Regions from separate parts of the Anser cygnoides genome. Here region 1 is linked to region 2. A link is a contact called in public Hi-C data. All regions are on one chromosome and are shown on one strand. The core of a region is the stretch at or near the end of the contact, and the rest is flanking DNA. Distances in the headings are between cores, read along the strand shown.

Evidence for each region. A called contact is a pair of places that touch in the nucleus more often than the background predicts.
Region 1: a Hi-C map of fetal liver shows a contact between it and region 2, with 1.6 times the contacts expected there. The contact joins the enhancer-like site here to the promoter of FOXJ2 in region 2. A contact is called at or near these places in 2 of 7 Hi-C or Micro-C datasets (blood and fetal liver).

The regions. Positions count from the first base shown.
Region 1 is chr1:104,441,269-104,444,764 of Taihu_goose_T2T_genome, forward strand. It overlaps LOC106048089 (solute carrier family 2, facilitated glucose transporter member 3), which reads left to right. Exons shown (of 10, transcript XM_013199881.3): 10 at 1-2,446. Among named protein-coding and RNA genes, the nearest start is that of FOXJ2, 42 kb to the left of the region's middle. Within about 2 kb of position 1,318, at least 1 of the 3 cell types and tissues checked has open chromatin away from gene starts, as enhancers often do. A contact at or near this core is called in fetal liver, where this site is marked.
Region 2 is chr1:104,399,397-104,402,707 of Taihu_goose_T2T_genome, forward strand. It overlaps FOXJ2 (forkhead box J2), which reads right to left and starts at 1,366. Exons shown (of 11, transcript XM_013199879.3): 1 at 1-1,366.

The DNA of each region.
Region 1 (3,496 bases), core at 68-2,567, 42 kb after region 2:
AAAGAAACCGTGAGAACTGGGACGATTTTTTTCCCCCTGACTGCTGCTATTGTCTTTGCACCCACATATTCCCCCCCCCCCCCCCCGGCTATTCTGCCAGGCTTACCAGCGTTAAGCAAATCTGATATCAAATCTCATTGTCAAAATACTGGAAGGTGCCTGGCACTCTAGCAAAAATCTCATCTTCTCTGCCACAAACATCAGGTGAATGGACAACAGCTGGCAGTATCTTTGCTTTTCTCACCTGTAACTGCTATTTGGGATTAACATACTTGTGCACGCAGTGACCATAATGTAACTTAAATACTATTTTTGTAGTGAGTTAAAGTTACCCACTAAACAAGTCCCCTGCCCTTTGAGTCTACTCTGTATGTGTGTGTGCAGTGTGCACTGGAATTTAACAAGCCTACCAAAAAGCCATCTCCTAGCTTTTTCCTATCCAGTGTGCACTTTTTCAGCCTCAGGAAAAAGGGGACCAAGTTACATGCATATTTTTTTCCTGTTCTTTTATTTTTTGTATAGACAGACTGGGAACATACTTTTACTTAAGTTTATTTATTTGTATGTCACTTTGTAAATATTTATTTTTTTAATGGTGTACAAAAGTGTACAGATAAAGAAATCGAAAATGTTTAAGACATAGCTATTCTAATGGAAGATGCTGTAGACTTGAGGTGCAATAAAACTGTAAAGGAGAAATACAGTACCAAACAGTAAGACAGGTGTTTTAGATGGTAGATCAGAGCCAATTTTGCACATCACCTTTAAAAGTTATTTCTGCCCTTTGGAAAGAATCAAATAATTGATCAGTACTGGTGAGAAGACGTAAATTTGTTTATCAACCAAAATCCCTGTGTCATTTGGGATATTTTGAGTGGTGATTTTAAAATTTGTTCTGAAGTGCTACTTGGAAAGTGTGGTATTGCAGCAAGGGGATGTTGTTAGTTTATACATCAGTTAAGCATTTAAGTTAAGCATTAGGGATGACTGTGGGTGGTAACTGCAAACCAGAAGGTGAGTTTTTTTTTTGCCTTGCCTTTTTGACTTCTCTGCTATATTCCAGTAGGCCAGGAAGTTTGAAAATTGCAGATTGTGAAACATCTTTGGAATATAGTTTTTAACCTCATACGACTTATGTGACAATTATAAATACGGAATGCACATAATGTAACTCTTGTAGACACAACTGGTCAGTTACAGCATGTGTAGGTTCATAGAGATGCAGGAGTAGATAGCAGAGCTACTGGAATATGTTAGCTTAGTCTGAAAGGTCTACAGTACTCAGTCCACTGGTTGGTTGTAGGCCAAATGTTTTTGCCCCTTGTGTCCTCTGGAAGATCTGCATGATGTTGCAATGCCCACCGTTGTCCAGTGTGTTGTGTAGATGTGTGCAACTGTCTAATATTGCCTGTTAGATGGGATATGGCAGACAAAAATGGTACATTGTAAGTAATGGTCTTCCCTTTGTCTCATTGCTAGGCAATCAAGTGTATGTATATACACAGTTATCAAGCTATAGTTGCAAGCTATCACAGCTCATTTTAGGAAGGCAAAAAGCAATGCATGCAGTATCTTCTGTTATCAAGGGTTGGGACCGTTGCTTCTCTGACTGCAGTGTTCTGAGTCTGGGCCTGCACAAGCTATCTAAAAACTAGCAAAGGGGTAGCTACAGTTTCAAGCTCCTGTTCTTAGACCTGCATTTTCTGTGGTCTCAATCAAATTGAAGTCTACCTGCAAACTCACACTAGAGTTCATCACTGGACATCCTATAAAAGAAGCAGACCCCCAGATTTCAAGGTGGGTAAGAGGAAGAAAAAAAGGCTCAAAGGCAGAAATGACAGCAAAATTGTGGTAGCATGGATAACCCAAACATTGACAACATTGTTTTAGAGCAGGTTAAAGTTCCCATCAAAGTATATTCTGGGAGTGCCTATGGCATTTTCTGAAACTAGTGATGAGATTTTTCACCTTCCCTTATGAGAAACAGTTGCAGAGATCAGTAAAATTTGCTGCTGTGAAATACTACCTGTGATGTTATTTAAAGTACTCCCACCTTTGCACAATGTTATCCTATTACATCCAATTTTCCCTTGCTTTCCATCAGCCTTCTCTATCAGGTATTTATTCTCAGAGGTATTATATGACTACCCTCACTTCCAACTTTCATATTTTGGCTCTGTTATACAGATTGTGCCCTTCCTTTAAGCCTCCAGCACTTGCAGAGATATTTCCATATGGACATCTGTGTTTTAGGAAATTCCCCCTACAGCTGTGCATAAGAGCATTCCCCACTTTGCATTAGAGATGTGTTGGCTTGGACCAAAATGTGTAGGTCTTCCTCACATGGTATCTCTTTGTTCTGTAATGGCATTGTGGATATTTTGGATGGTTTTTATAAGCTTATTGTGACTGTTTAATGTTTTTAAAATAAAAGTTACAATCTAAATACCTGTTCTGGGTTTTATCTGTACCCTCTAGTTCTGTTTCCTACTACTTTATCCTAGGCTGCATCCTGTAATGTTCTAAGTTTCTGCTTGGTAATCTCTGGCTAGCCCAGCATCTTGGACTTGCTCTTTTGTTCTAGTGGTAATGGCTGCTTCATGCTTACTACCTTAATGAATTCCCTTACTCCTTTTTCTTAGTAGTTAAGGATGTGTTTCTCTGATTCTTGTTAGCCCAAATCCCCTAAGCAGGGCCTTCAGTGGTAATTTGCCAGTTTTTCTCAATAACAAGTGGAGAGGAGAGTGGTTGGAGGTTAGAAATGCCTCCCTCCTTCTGGCAAGGGTCCTTTATGCCCCACTCTGGTTTTACCTGTGTAAACACTGTTTTAAGCACTGTTCCACAGTGGGTATGTGGAAGGAGCAGAGGGTGGCAAAGAATTAACCTCACTGCCTGGGGAGAGGCCACTTGTCAGAAACTGCTCCCTTGGCTCAGGGGCAGTGGCATTCTTGACAGTGGCAAGTCTGTGCTGATCTCCACAGCTCTTGCATGTGGAGTACTGAGCACCCCACCTATTCCCATGAGGCAATAAGTTCCGGTTGTAGTGCAATTCTTTCTCCACCATACAGCCTGAGGGGTCTGTATCTGTTCCACGGAACTATAAACTAAGAACAGTTCATCAAAATGTATGGAGATAAAATCCTTCAGATGAAGAGGATGGAGGAAAGTGAGGAAAAAGGAAAACGAAGACAACACAAGATGTGTTAGAGCTAGAATCGGACTAGTTCAACCTGTCCGATGACAAGAGTCAGAAGACAGGCTGCACAAAGTGTGCACATCAAGTGGTTTGAGTGCTGGAAGGTGAGCTCTTCTTGGTTGAAATGTTCATCACATTAAACCAGTGTGTAGGCAGTTCTCATGACTGCCACAACCCCCCCACAAAAAAGTCATTCAGCTCTGAGAGGGGTCACAGGTGTCAGAGGTCAACTTGGACAGGTAAGTCTTTGAGACTGCACACAGAGATTTGTTTTGGCTCGCTAGGTGCATGTGATGCTCC
Region 2 (3,311 bases), core at 116-2,615:
TTATAACAATCTGCCTGGGACTGTCACCCCCCTAAAACTGCTGGTTTTATCCCTGGATGGAGATCCTCTCTCCCTTTTGGCAGCTAAAACCTAAAGGGGTGTTCCCCTGGGAGACAGCCTTTTCTTCTCCTTGCCGTCTGTCAGATTGGGAAAATTTATCTCAAATAATCTCCCTACCTGGAAGTCTCTTCTCTTTCCTGTAGGTGCACCTTGTCCTTAGGGGTGGCGGGACCACTTTCTGTGAAATAATTCTTGCTAATTCTGCGGATATTATCAGGGATATCTGTCTCTTTCCCTGCAGTTGGGAGGTGTGTCGTCTCTCCTTGCAGAGAATACTTGGAGAAAACCCTCTTGGGGTTAGGGAATGAGGGATCTTCCTTGGGAGGAAGGAGGATCAGGTCAGTATTGCAAATTGCCTTTATCTCCAGTGGCTAACAGCAACTGGAAAAGGGAAGAAGAGTATCTAAATTTGCCTGTGCTTTCTCTGCCGTCTACCAAGCAGATATAAATAATTAAAACTACTAGATAAGCATCGGGGGCTTCTGCTTATTTCTGTTTTGGGAACTGCCTCCCTTGGGCACACGGGGTTTCTTCTGTGGAGGCTCCCTGCTCTGGGAAAGAGCCGGTTAGGGGCCGTCTCCCCTGCTCGGGGGAGGAATTTCCTCACCCGGGAGATACGCAGCAGGGGGTGAGGAGGCGCTAAGGGTTATTCCTGCGACCCTCAGAAGCCGGGGGGCTGAGGACGCCTCTCCCCTAAATAAGCATGGAAGTCGCTCCAGGAGGCTCTTTCCCACCGCCTCTCGACAGCTTTCTGGGGCTCGATGCCGGGCCCTCTGCCCGCCCCCGGCTGGTTAGCGGGCCCGGGGGCGAGCGCGAAGCCCCCCGCGGGCGGCCGGCGGGGTCGGAAGGGCTCTGCGGGCGGTGGGTCCGCCCTCGGCCGGCGGGCGAGGCGGGAGGGGGGGGGGGGGGGGGCGAGGGCCTGCCGGGGTGCCCCCCGCCGGCGCGGGGCTCCCTAGCGGGCTGCCTCCCTCCCGGCGGCGGGGCGGCTCTCCGTGCCCCCGGCAGGCCGCGGGGGTCCCCCCACCCCAGCCGTCCGGAGCTCCGTGCCCCGGCTTCCCCCCCCAGGCCCCAGCTCCTCTCGCCCGGGCCCGGCTACCGCGGGAGGCCGCGGCGGGCCGCGGGGCTGAGCGGCCGCCTCCTCCGCCGCCGTCTGCCGGGCCTCGGCTGTCGCTCCCGGGGGCTCCCCGGGCTCCGGTGCCGGGGCGGGGAGGGGGTGGGGGTGAGGGGGGGGGCCGGCCGGGCGGCGCTGAGTCCCTCCAGGCCCCACCGCTCCCGCGACTGCTGCTCCTGGCTGCGGCTCCGCTGCAGGCCCCGGCTCCTCCCCGGCCGCCGCTCCGCCTCCTCCGGCTCCCCCCGGCCGCGGCCGCCCCCGCCTCCGCGGGTTAAGGAGGCGCCGGCGGGCGGGGGGCGCGGGCCCACGCCCGGGGGGCGCAGCGGGGAGAGCGGCCGGGGAGGCCCGGGGGCGAGCCCGGCTGCAGGCGCACACCCACCCCCCCCCTCGTCCGCCTGGCACCGCTCCCAAATGGCCGCCAGCCCCTCTGCCTGCAGCCCCCTGCCCGGCACGGCACGGCACGGCACGGCACGGCAGGGCGCCCCTACCTGTCGTGTCAGCGCTGTGCCGTGCTCCGGCCCTCCCGCCCCCGGTTCAGGATCTCCGTCCCTGCTGATCTTCCTTCACGCCATGCGTTTGTCCGCAACCTATCGCAGCAACGTCGCCAGATCTTAACGAGGCCTTTCCTCCGTAGTCTTTACTGCTGTCCCCCCCTAACACGTTATAATCAGCCGAGTCGGTGCAGAGATCCCTGTGAGCTGCACACCGTGTTGTCTCACTTCCACCCAGTTGGCTGAAAATTGTGAGTCTCGTGCTGGTATGCTGCAAGGCTGGTTTTGGAGACACGGACCGTCCATGATGTCAGAACACGACAGGGGACTGCCCAGTGAAGTGACTTAGATAATAGATCAAATACTCCAAAACGTGCATGGGAGAAGGAAGAGCCAGTGTATGAGATCCCCCTGAGTGTGAGGCCAGTGCTGTAGGGTGACCGCTACTGCATGGAAATCTGAAATGCACAAACGTGTAATAGCCACAGGTTCCCTGCCAGTCATCTGGAGGGCTCCCTGTCTTTGACAATCTCTTCTTTCCACGGCGAGCTTCATATTTGCATCCCTCCAAGCAGTACCACTGCTACGGAACTTGGAGCTTAGGATGTGAAATACACTGGGGGGTGAAATACATTTATTTTCTGAGTAAATTTCTTATTTTTTTCTTCTGTGAACTGTAATATGAAAACTGTTCTGATGGCTCAGCCGCTGTTGTAAGACTTGCTACTTTTTCAGGGCTTAGTTTTTTCTTGTATCTACCAGAGACTCTTTGCATTCCTTCAACAGGTCAAAATCTGTGCCAAACTCCCATGCCTTCATTTCAGGAAGTACCAAGAATTAACACTTGATGTCCACTCTCTCAGGAAGTTTGTGCCCTCTTCTCCCAAACCAAACCTTTGTTCTGCTTCTATGCCAGCAGCTCTGGCGGGAGCGCTTTTCCCTGTGCTATTATCTACTCTTCTCTCTGCCAAGGATGATTCCCTGTCCCTTTACACACATTATTCTCTCATTACAGATCCCATTACAGTGTTCGCATTCATTACCAAGGGACAACATCCATGTCTTCGCCCTCACCTCTGCAGGCCACGACAGAGCTCTGCCCCATTCTCGTTGTTCCCCAATCTTGCTCCAGTTCTGGGTAAGCACCTCAGCTCCTACTCCCTTGGCTTTCTACCTCTCCTTAGGATTTCTCTTTGGGGTGCATGGTCTTTGTTCCTCCCTGCTATTCCCACACCAAGTCCTCCAGTCCCCCTCTTGTGAGGATTTGTGTCCGTGTTGTGCATAGGCTCATCACTCTGCTGAGAGACATGACAGGGGCATCATTATGCTGGGAGGAACCAGTAAGTGGTATCTGCACGTTGTTTGATTTACAGCCAACTGCAGAAGCGTTGGAAAACTGCAGTTGGACTCAACATGTTTCAGGTATCCCATGTGTATTCCCCATTTATTTTTCCTGTGTGTGTCCACTGTCTTCTCCCACAAGTTAACGTCTGAAATATTCTCTGTTTTTTACAGACAAAACGATCTGATGTAATTGACTTACTCTGCTACATGAAAGGACATAAATATAAAAATGCTATTAAATGCAAAAAGGGGCTTTGAGAGGCAGCTATGTGTTGCAGAAATACATAGAAGATAATGGATCGTGA